2 separate regions of the Rattus norvegicus genome follow, and region 1 is linked to region 2. Evidence: chromatin contacts called from public Hi-C data. All regions are on one chromosome and are shown on one strand. Each heading gives the region's core, a stretch centred on a gene start, on an enhancer-like site or on the middle of the called end of the contact. The rest is flanking DNA. Distances are from core to core; before and after follow the strand shown. Region 1 has its middle 12 kb from the start of Kcnj8. Region 2 has its middle 17 kb from the start of Ldhb.

Region 1 (5,540 bases), core at 464-2,963, 38 kb after region 2:
GGGCACTGGTGATGTGAAGCATTGCAACTGAAGTTATATCCAATGTTTTCTTTTTAAATTTAAGTTTAATTTCGTGTTTAGTGTTTTTAATTTAGTTAATAATTAAAAATTTTGTCACATTTGTTTGTAATTTGTTTTCAAATTGCATATGCTGGTATATTTTTAAAAATATATCTGTGTTTTTCTGTGTGGGTTTGCATATCTGCACTTAGTACCCATGGAAGCCAGAAGACAATGTCAAAATGTCCCGGAGCCAGAGTTACAGGCAACTGTCAGTCACCCAAAACGGGTGCTGGGAACTGAAGGCAAGTCCTCTAAAATGGCAGTAAGCACCCTTAACTCCCGATCTACCTCTCTAGCTCCTTGGTATACAGATTAAAATTTTGGCATTCTTAAATTTGACTTAAGCATCTATTTTTTTTTTTTAAAGAAACCTGGAACACAATCGCACTTACAGAAAGTTCCATTTCAGGCAAAACTACCCCTAGTTAGACAGAAGCTCTTGCACGCTGTGCCCTTTTCTCTTGAGTGTCTGCACTCTGCACCTGGAAGACAGAGTGTGTGATTGTCAAGAACGGAAATAGGCCGTAGAGAGCATCGCAATGAACGTGGAACTGTTTCCTAACAGACACCGCACAGGAAAACACACAGAGAGAGCTTGTTCTGGGATGCAGGAGGTTAAACAAGGGAACTACAACTAAGGAAAAACCATTTAAGGTTTCCTTGTTCGATGCTTGTGGGTATTTTTGCCTGCATGTATGCGAACTCCCTAAATGTGTGTAGTACCCAAGGCGGCCAGAAGAGGGAGCCAAATTCCCCGGAACTGGAGTTACAGATGGTTGCGCGCTGCCAAGAGAAGCCAAGAGAATGTAACCTGAGTCTTCTGCTTGAGCAGCAAACACTCTTAACCACAGAGCGGTCTCTTCAGCCAATCAGATTCTCAGTACAGGGCAAATTCATTACACTTTTTCTCTAGGGCAGAAATAAAGTTTCTTTCACACCTAATTCCCAGATCTTTGCTGTGGAGACATTCTATCTGCCCACTCCACTTGCTTTTTCCCAGTCTACCGCCCTTGATAGTTTTGTGGCTTCCAGACTGCCACGTGTGAAACTCGACAGAGCGAAATGCAAACGAGGCAGGCTGCATACAGTGGAGAGTTTCGTTCCGCGAGTCTATTTATTCTTTTAGTGATTTAAATGCAACATCTACCATTTCTGACATTGGCCGTTGAGCAAAACATACCCAGGCGTGTTTGTTTTCTCTAAGGGAAAGCTAAGAGATACGGCAACTCTACCCGAAAGAGATCAGATGGAAAACGTGGAACAGGAAACAAAAACAAACAAACAAACAAATAAACCAAAAACCTGGGACACGTTCCAGAAATGCAGAAGGGACATTTTCATGTCAAAATCAAAATCACACCCGCCCTCTAGTTACTTAGGCACAGGAAGACAGGGGACGTGCCTGGGCCATGACAGTGTTGCTTTGCCGATTTCTGGGAGCGGAAGCACCACACTGCTCACCTCAGAGCTGTTCCCTTTCCTGGCTTTCTTCTCTCCCAGCCACACAGTGTTAGCTGACAATTCGTGGCTGTTCTTTGTCAGAATTCCAAAGCTCTCTCTCTGAGTGAAATTCTAGGATCCCCAGCCCATAGATGCTCCAAGTGCCCTTGGCCTTGGTCTGACAGAGTGACTCAGAACTCGCAATCCTCCAGTGGCCCAAGGAAATGACCTCCAGGGAGGACAGTGTCACCAGTGAGCATGGTGAAGCATTTCCTGCTCCTGTTGATATTGTTCTGCGCTCTGCAGTTTATAGGGAGAACGCTTTCCTCTTTGATGACTAAATTAGTCTCAGATAAAGAGGAAAGAGTGAAAAGACCTCTGTATCCCCTTCATTTCGTTACTTTCAGGATGTAGAAGGCAGAGAAAGGACTAAAATTTGTGTCTCCAAGGAGCAGTGCGTGAAAGCATTCACAACAAACCCTACAGGCAGCTCAAGAGGAAGCTTAGGGGCCACGCTCTTCCCAGGATCTTTCTACACGATTCTCATCAAATGTGATGGGAACTCCCCACAGACCTTCGGAGGATGTGACTCCAATTACACTGACAGTAATTTACTGCAAAGATTCAAGTTCAAGTCCGTGGAAATCTTAATCAGCCTTTAATGTCAGGTCAAGATAGGACATTGGAGCCAATTCTGCTTTAAAGGGCTTACATCTTTATTGATTGTCTTTTTCAGGCAGCTCTCTCCCTCTCCAAGACTTCTACAGCTCCCTTCAGTGTAAGCCCTGCCTCTGTCCCTCTGAGGCTCTCTGGGGGGTAACTGAGGTGAAACTATTGTATCAAGAACGGTTTGTTTGAATGAACGCTCAGCAGGGAGGACATGGCCCACTTGGTGAAGTGCTCCGGGTGCAAGTGTGCAGAAAGAACTGCTTTTGGACCCAGAACCCACCTCAAAGCCTGTCACAGCTTCGTGCAACTCCAACACGACAGGAGTAGCAACAAGTGGCTTCCTGAAGCTGCTGACCAGCCAGCCAATCCGCAGTGATGAGCCCCAGGTCAGTCAATGAGAGGAGACCCTTTCTCAAAAAATAAAGCAGCAAAGAATAAGGTATCTAGTATCAATCTCCGGCCTCCACATGCTCATTTGCACCAGCGCACACCCACCACATGCACCATCTTCACACACAGCCCTGTGCACACACACAGATTGAGGCTAAATATCTACATACTCCTGGACCGCTTCGGTGTGTGTTGACAAAGCAAAGGGTGAAATGTGTTGTATGCAAAATTAAAGCCGAGATCCGCTTCTCAGTTGAAAATGCTACAAATCAACGGAGTTCTCTAAAGGCTTCACATATTCACATAGACAACTGGAGAGAGACCGACTTTTTCGGGAATGGCAGTCAAGGCTTTTCTAGCTGGACTCCAATGTGGCTTCCTGGGTTCATTTTCCAGCTTCATTCTCAACACTTTATATCTCTTCAAGTTCACCTAGTACTGCATCTGCCTGTCTATAACATCTATATTGACAGAGATATAGAGATACACAGATGTATAAATTATTATATGTTATTATATAGATATAGGTTATGGTATATATGTAGATATAGATAATATAGATAGATAGAGATTGAAAGAGAGAGACAGAGAGAGAGAGACACACACACACACACAGAGAGACAGAGACAGAGACAGAGAGACAGAGACAGAGAGGAAGGGTGCGAGAGGTATCACATGGAGCTGTAAGCTACTGAGGCTAAAATTCTCTGCTTTTACCAAAATGTTCTTACTAACCCTTTCAAACCTCCCATCAGCCTACTTATCCATATTTCATAAATAATTTCATTCATAAATCATTTCAATCCCCTCACCCTTGCTCTCGCCTTCGGACTATTTATCATAGCATTTGCTTAAATACACAGTGCCAGGAGGCTGGTAGATGTCCTCTCTTCCCAGACCCCTTTTTCTTAGTTCACGGCTACAACTTTTGCTTTTCTGGGAACGTGACCATAGGGTTACAGACTTGACATTCTTCATCAACTTTTCCTATGGCCATGTCCCTAATTTTAAATTAAAAGACTTCAAACAGAGGGCAGTATGTGACATCCAATTCCTGGTTCCAGGACAGTTTTACTTGGGGCTGCAGAGGCAGCTGCATGGTAAGAGCACCTGTGGCTCTCCCAGAGTTCAGCACTCACATGGCAGTCCATAGCCACCGAGAACTCCAACTCCAGGGGATCTGATGCCTAGGTCTCATCCCCATGGGCACTGCTCTCATGCATGTACACATATGTGCATGCCAAATGCATATAATTGATAGGATATATTCCATCGGGGCAAAGAAGGCATGGCAGTAGCCATAGGATGTGGCTGGTCAACGCATCCACAGTTAGTAAGCAGAGAGCAGACAGGAAGTGGGACCATGCTCTCAAACCTCAAGCCTGGTTTCTTGTGACTCATGTCCTCCCACTGGCTCTACTTTCTAAACGTTCCACACCTTCCGACCTCAGCTAGGGCCCAAGTATTCAAACACATAAACCCACGGTGGTCATTTCACACCCAAGCCACCACGGTGAGCGCACCACCCGCGAGGCACTATTGAGGCAAGCAGTGAGCATATGGCAGTTGTTATAGTAATACCTGTTCTGTTCTGCGTGTTTGAACTTCTCTGTGACAAAAGGCTAAGAAGAGGAAAGAGCAAAACATTTCCCTAAAGACGTACAATTGTTTTCCAAAAGGAACTCAAACACGAGAGAGTTTCCTACTGGATAATCCCATGGGTTTTGTCATTCAGATGGTAGATGTTGTTGTTTAAGGATTGGTTGCTTTCCTTGCTTGCTAAACGATGGCTCCTGAGGCTGCGGAGAACAGCTCAGCAGCTAAGAGTGTTCGCTATTCTTACACAGGACCTGAGTTCGGTTCCCAGGACTCACATGGGGGCTCTCACACATCTGCAACTCGAGTTCCAGGGCTCTTGAGGCCTCCTCTGGCCTCCTTGGGACCTATATACAGGAAGAGAATTGCTGTGAGTGTGAAGCCAGCAAAGTGAGTCCCAGGGCAGCATAAGCTACAAAGAAAGAGGTTGTAAAGCACACACACACACACTCACACACACACACACAGACACAGTCACACACACAAACACACAGTCACACACACACGGACACACATGCACATACACATACATACACCCACATACACACATGTACACACACGCACACACACATACATTCACACGTATATACACACATACACACATGTACACACACATACACACATATACACCCACAGGTATACACACACAAACATACACGTACACACACATACACACATGTACACACATATACACACATACATGCACACACACACACACTCTCACACACACACACACACACACACACACACACCAACCACAAAAACCCTCCCCTAAGAACAGAAAGATGAGTGTAGTTGAAATTGCTCATGACTAGAAGTAGTTCTTTGTGGAGCTTGGAAAGGATTTTCTTTTTCATCTTGAGAAACAGGGAAACCATACGAGTCTTTTAAGAAGAGTTATAGTGTAAGGTAACCCGGGCCCAAAAGGACACCAATGGTGTGTACTCACTTACAAGTGGCTATTAGCCATCAAGTGCAGGATACCCACACTATAATCCACAGACCCCAAAATGCTAACAAGGAGGGCCCAAGGGTAGGTTGTTGAATCTCACTCAGAAGGGGAAATAAAATTGTCATCAGAGTGGATGGAGGGAGGGAACTGGGTGGGAGAAAGGATGGGGAGGGGAATGGGGAAAGGATCAGATATCTGGAAAGTGGTGGAGAGAGGGCCAGAAGTGTGAACAGAAATCTGTGACTGGCAGGGCCAGGGTGGGGAGGGCGTCTCTAGGATGTGCCCAAAACCTAGGATGGGGAATCCTAGAGTCTATGTGGGTGACTCTAACTGAGACTCCTAGCAGTGGGGGATATGGAACCTGGTGTGGTCACCTCCTGTAGCCAGGCAAGACTCCTAGTGGAGAGATAAGGACATCAACCCACCCACA
Region 2 (5,396 bases), core at 2,464-4,963:
CACATTTTTTTGTTTATTGAGACAAGGTTTCATGTAGCCTACAGTGACCTCAAATCCTCTGTGTAACTGAAGATGACCTCTGGCTCCCATTGGTGCTCCTGCATCCACCTGCCAAGTGCTAGGATACAGGCATGAGCCACCACACCCAGCCTTGACATCTACTTGACAGCATTTGAAGTGATGAACTTTTAATTGATGGGCTCACCGTGCAGCCTAGGCTGGCCTTGATCTTACCATTTTTCTGCATCTACCTCAGACTGTTGGGATCCTGTACCTGTTTTCTTTTGATGGTTTTGAGCTCTCAGAATGCGTTGTCTGTATGCCTGTGCCATTGCCACCAGGTGGCAGCACGAACCCGGTCATTCATTTCCTGCCTGTAATGTTGGAAATGATGTCTACTCCTCACAGTGTTTTTTATGACAAGAAGTCAGCTTCCTAGAGTCATAGTTCCTTGTGGGGGGAAAGACAATATATAGTTGAAGCATGCGTTGCAGCAGACATGAGAACTGTGGTTAATATTGTGTGTGTGTGTGTGTGTGTTTGTGTGTGTGTGTGTGTGTGTGTGTGTGTGTGTATGTGTGTGTGTGTGTGTGTGAGATAGCCGGGGGAGCTTGTATCTGTGCAGCAGGAGAGGGGGCTCATGTTTTGCTTGTGAATGCTGCTCTTTAGGGGATCCAAGTTCCTCTCTTACACCCTTGTCAGGTGGCTTACGACCTCCTGGAACTCCTGCTCTAGAGGGTCCTAAGGCCTCTGGCTTCAGCGGGCACTGTGCTCACATCTGCAGCTTCCCCCCAATAGGGCCCGCAGGTACACACATAACAAAAACTAAAATCTTTTAAAACTCCCGTCCAGCCATAAGCAGCTGCTGCCACACCCTAGACACACTCCCACCAAGACTGAGGGGACGGTGTTGTCTAAGGGTGAAATGGGCTCCCACACAACACAGATTTAACCAAGGACACTGGGTTCTCTCCTTTTAGTCACTGGCTTCCTAGATCAGCTTCTCCAAGACGGGGGTGGTGGTGGTGGAAGGGGTGGGGAAGAAAAACAAAACAACAAGCAAACAAAAAAAAAAAAAAACGGTCTCTACTGGACTAAGTTTGTCTCTCAACAGAGTGATTCATTCAGCTTTTAAGATGTTTCTCCCATCTTACAAACAGCTGTGGAAATGTTCTACAGACTGAGAACTGGACCCTATAATCACACTGCACACAAAAGCTGCCCAGGCTTCCCTGGGGCTTAAGGAGGGCTCTTTAAACAAAACTTCCAAGTGAAACGTCAGGAGACCCGGAAGATGGTTTGGAATGGTGGGTTTGAGGTTGTTGGAATTCGTTGCTTGCTTCTTTAGTGGGGTTTGCGTGGCCCATTTCCCGGCGTTGTTGTCACCGATAAGGCTGAGTGTCTGCATGTGGGTCAGTATTCTCATCTGTCAGACGGGGTGATGACCTCTCTGTGAGGAACAACTTAGGGCCTTGATGTGGCCTGCATGGAACATTGACTTGGGTAACTGCTCACCACCTGTTTCCCTACTGCTCGCTTTGTCAAAGTCAGAGGGGCGGGGAAGTCGTAGGTTCTATGAGTGCTTTGTTCGCTTAAGTTTTTAAAAAGATTTATTTATTTTATGTATATAAGCACACTGTCACTGTCTTCAGACACACCAGAGGAGGGCATCAGATCCCATTACAGGTGATTGTGAGCCACCATGTGGTTGCTGGGAATTGAACTCAGGACCTCTGGAAGAGCAGTCGGTGCTCTAACCATTGAGCCATCTCTCCAGCCCCTGCTGTTTATTTAAATAAACAAAAAACTCTTCTGAGCCGGGGAGACAGCTCAGTGTGTAAATCACTTGCCAAGCAAGCATGACGGCCAGAGTTTGGTCCCCAACTCCCATATAAAAATTATGTGAGTAGGACAGCCTGCCTGTAATCCCAGCACATCCCAAAGCAAGTGGGCTAACCCGATTAGCCAAGATGGTAAGTTCTGGGTTCAGCAAGAGGAGAGACCCTACTTCTACCTCATTATATAAGTTGGAGTGTGATCAAGTAAGATACTCAAGTGTCAAGGTCAGCCTTGCACAAACATGTGTGCACATGCACTTGTAAACTCACAGGCCTATGCACACAAGAGCAGTTCTGAGCCTCAGAGTAATTGACCCACTTCAAAATTTCTTTCTGCCTCAGTAAAAGCTTCTCTGGAACAGTAGACCACACTGCACAAATGCAGTAGTCATGGTGGTCAGGGCTGGGTCTGGATCAGGAGGAATATTTTGAAATTCGCAGTAGCTAGATCGCAGAATTCTTTTATGTGTGTCTTATGAGACAGAGCGCCTGCATTTGAATCCCAGCTAGCTATGAAGCTTGACCACTAGCTTTAAAAAATACTGTACTTTTAAATTTAATGTCATCTCAATCTTAAAATGAGAATGAGACTCATTCTTTTTGTCATGGAGCTCCGGGGAAAATGTAACGTACTCATAGGTATAAAGTCAAAAGTATCATTGGAAAAGTGCCTGGTCCGATGAATGTTGTCCATTATTATCAAGTAAATGAATTAATGCATTAATTGTGTGTTTATAAAGGCATGTCTTCTAACCCTCATTTATATCACCGAATAGTTGATTTTGGCAGTATCTAGAATTACCCAGGAGACAAATTCTAGGCATGCCACTAAGGGTATTTTTAGTTGGAATTAATTGAGAAGCCCACCCAGAATGTGAATTCTATTATTGCATGGGCTGGGGTCCTGGGTTCGTTCGTGTTCTCTCTCTCTCTCTCTCTCTCTCTCTCTCTCTCTCTCTCTCTCTCTCTCTCTCTCTGCCTCTCTGCTTCCAGATACGGGTACGGTTTGCTGAGGTCCCTCTCAGCTCCCAGTGCCCCAGATTTGTAAGTCAGGCAGATGCCTTCTTCCTTCACTTGCTTTGGTTAGGTATTTTATCACAGCAGTGAGAGAGAAAAGTTAAATTCATCAATGAGATAATTAGATTTAGAGATTAAAGGTCCTTTGGCAATTATCTATCCCAAGTCACAGTCAAATCTAAGAAGCCTAAATCCACAAAGGTCAGATTCCTCACTCCTGATAGTCCAGACCCTGGGAGCAGTCCTCAGCTGGTAACCTGTCTTTGTCTCTATCAGATTGAGGAGAATTGCGTGGTTTAATCATAATAATGTTTACAGTTGGCAGAAAATGCACACTTAGAGCAAGCGGTCAGACACGTCATAGTCAGTTTATGTTCCACTCACAAGAACCTTCTACCTTGGTCCCCATTTCTTGGCGTTCACGTTACACAGAAAACACAATAGAAAGCTTTTTTTCCCATTTTGGTGGCTGTGGGGGCTCTGGAACATCAAGTTTCTTCTTGAGTGATGATTTTTATTTTCGGTGGAAGGCTGCCAATGTTGCGTGTTTACCCACCGCCTCAGGGGAACGCACACCACAGCCTAGAGAAAGGGCTTTGTGTCCCTTAGGTGTTCTGAAACACCACCCGGGGAGACAGACCCCCTCCATGTCTCTTGCTCTCTTTCCTGAAACATAAAAGCTAAAACAGAGAACATAGCCAGCCAGGTCCTTAGAGCCCAGGAGGAGTGGAATCTTTCATTTCATGTGATCACGTGGACTAGCTGGCTCTTTGGACTCTGAAGTGTCCTGTGCATCCTGTTCATGCCCTTTAAACCTGTTTGTACCAGAGTTTTAAATAGTGATAACCTGGCTTCCATAGTGGCGTGGTGTGGGTGTCCTCAGGACACAGCGAGCTCATGACCACACTCCATGAGCCAGGATCAGTGCTGGCCTGCTCCCTCACAGTGGCCCCTTACCACTGCTTCCTAAAACCCTCTTCTGTTTGAAATGCCACTCATTGTTGGCTGGCTTGCTTGTTGTTGGGTTTTTATTTTTGTTTATTTTATTTTATTGGTGACTGATGGGACAGGAAAAGATCATATCATTGCTTCCATACCAATATTTAGCATCAAAGGGAAGACAGACATCAGGAAGTTACATCTTCAATCATTCAAAACATTGCCGTGAAAATTTCGAGACACAATATAAAAGTGTGCGCATGTTGGCTAAATTGTTTACAGGTCGTGTCTCACTGCCCCTTCTGTCTTCTGTACTGTGCTTCTGTTGTATTTTTATACTGTTAGGGAGAGCATCCCAGTTATCCACTTGGAGAAAGCTTAGCCACTCTTGGCCCCAGCCTAATGCCAGCCCCTTTGCTGTCAGAAGTAAAGCAAACTGTCTAAGTGCCTGGTGCCAGAGAGGGTGGGCTTGTGCTCAACTCCAGCTCTGTCCATGACTTAGCTGTCACTTCCCTAAGTAAATTGGGACCTCTATGCCTTGCATTCTCTCCACCTGTAAAATATAGCAAGTGCCAGATCAGCTAGGGCTCTGTAGTGAACACTGTGGCAAAAATCAAGAATGAATAAGAATGGATAGATGGATGGATAGATGAATGGACAGATAAATGGATGGATGAATGGATGGATGGATGGGGTGGATGAATGGGGTGGATGGATGAATGGATGGATAGGTAGATGGATGAATGGATGGATAGATGAATGGATGGATGGAGGGACAGATGGATGGAGGATGGATGAATAGATAAATAGATGTTTCATTTACTTGAGATTGTTTAAAATAGAGCAAGGCATAGTGTCAAATGTCTATAATCTCAGCACTCAGGAGGCTGAGTCAGGAGAGTGATTTCTGGACCAGCCTGGGTTATGTTGCAAGTGCTAGACTAGCCTCTTAGACAAACATAGTGAGACCCTGACTCTCAACAGAACAAAACAATAATTGTTTACTTCACCCTTGGTGTTATTATGCATTCATGCCTCAAGCATTAAAATGACGATGCATCCAAAGGGGTTGTCCAGGTTTCTGGGTCTAATGTGTAACCAATGATCTTGGAGACTTTGCTCATGGTCTACAGGGTGTGTGCACACACACATGTGACTACGTTCGAGGCTGTCCATCTGCACTAGTGCAGACGCCAGGAGGGTCAGGTGTCCTTCCAGATTACAGTCCACGGTTTCTTTGAGACCTTGTCTCTCCTGGAACCAGGGGTTGATGCTTCTGAGGCAAGGCTGGAAGCCAGCAAGCCCCAGTGGCCCTCCCTGTTTGTGCCTCCTTGTAGCTGGGGTTGCTAGTGCGCACAAGATGGCCGCTTGTGACATAGAAGCTGGGACCCAAATGTTGGAACGCATGACTGTCCAAGTGCTCTTGACCACTTAGGCACCACTCCAAGAAGGGTCCCCAAGGGTCCCACTAGGGTCTCCCAAGAAGCAGTGTCCCAGCTTGCTTAGGACTTGCTGTGCTGTTCTCCAGTTACAGGGTATTCCACCATCCATACGGCAAAGTGAAAATGGAAATACCTTTGAGGGTAAGCATTGCTCTAGTTT

Evidence for each region. A called contact is a pair of places that touch in the nucleus more often than the background predicts.
Region 1: a Hi-C map of liver shows a contact between it and region 2, with 4 times the contacts expected there. The contact joins two enhancer-like sites. A contact is called at or near these places in 3 of 12 Hi-C or Micro-C datasets (kidney and liver).

What each region holds. Positions count from the first base shown.
Region 1 is chr4:177,231,793-177,237,332 of GRCr8, forward strand. No RefSeq gene overlaps it. Among named protein-coding and RNA genes, the nearest start is that of Kcnj8, 12 kb to the right of the region's middle. Within about 2 kb of position 1,714, at least 4 of the 93 cell types and tissues checked have an H3K27ac peak or open chromatin away from gene starts, as enhancers often do. A contact at or near this core is called in liver, where this site is marked.
Region 2 is chr4:177,191,693-177,197,088 of GRCr8, forward strand. No RefSeq gene overlaps it. Among named protein-coding and RNA genes, the nearest start is that of Ldhb, 17 kb to the left of the region's middle. Within about 2 kb of position 3,714, at least 1 of the 93 cell types and tissues checked has an H3K27ac peak or open chromatin away from gene starts, as enhancers often do. A contact at or near this core is called in liver, where this site is marked.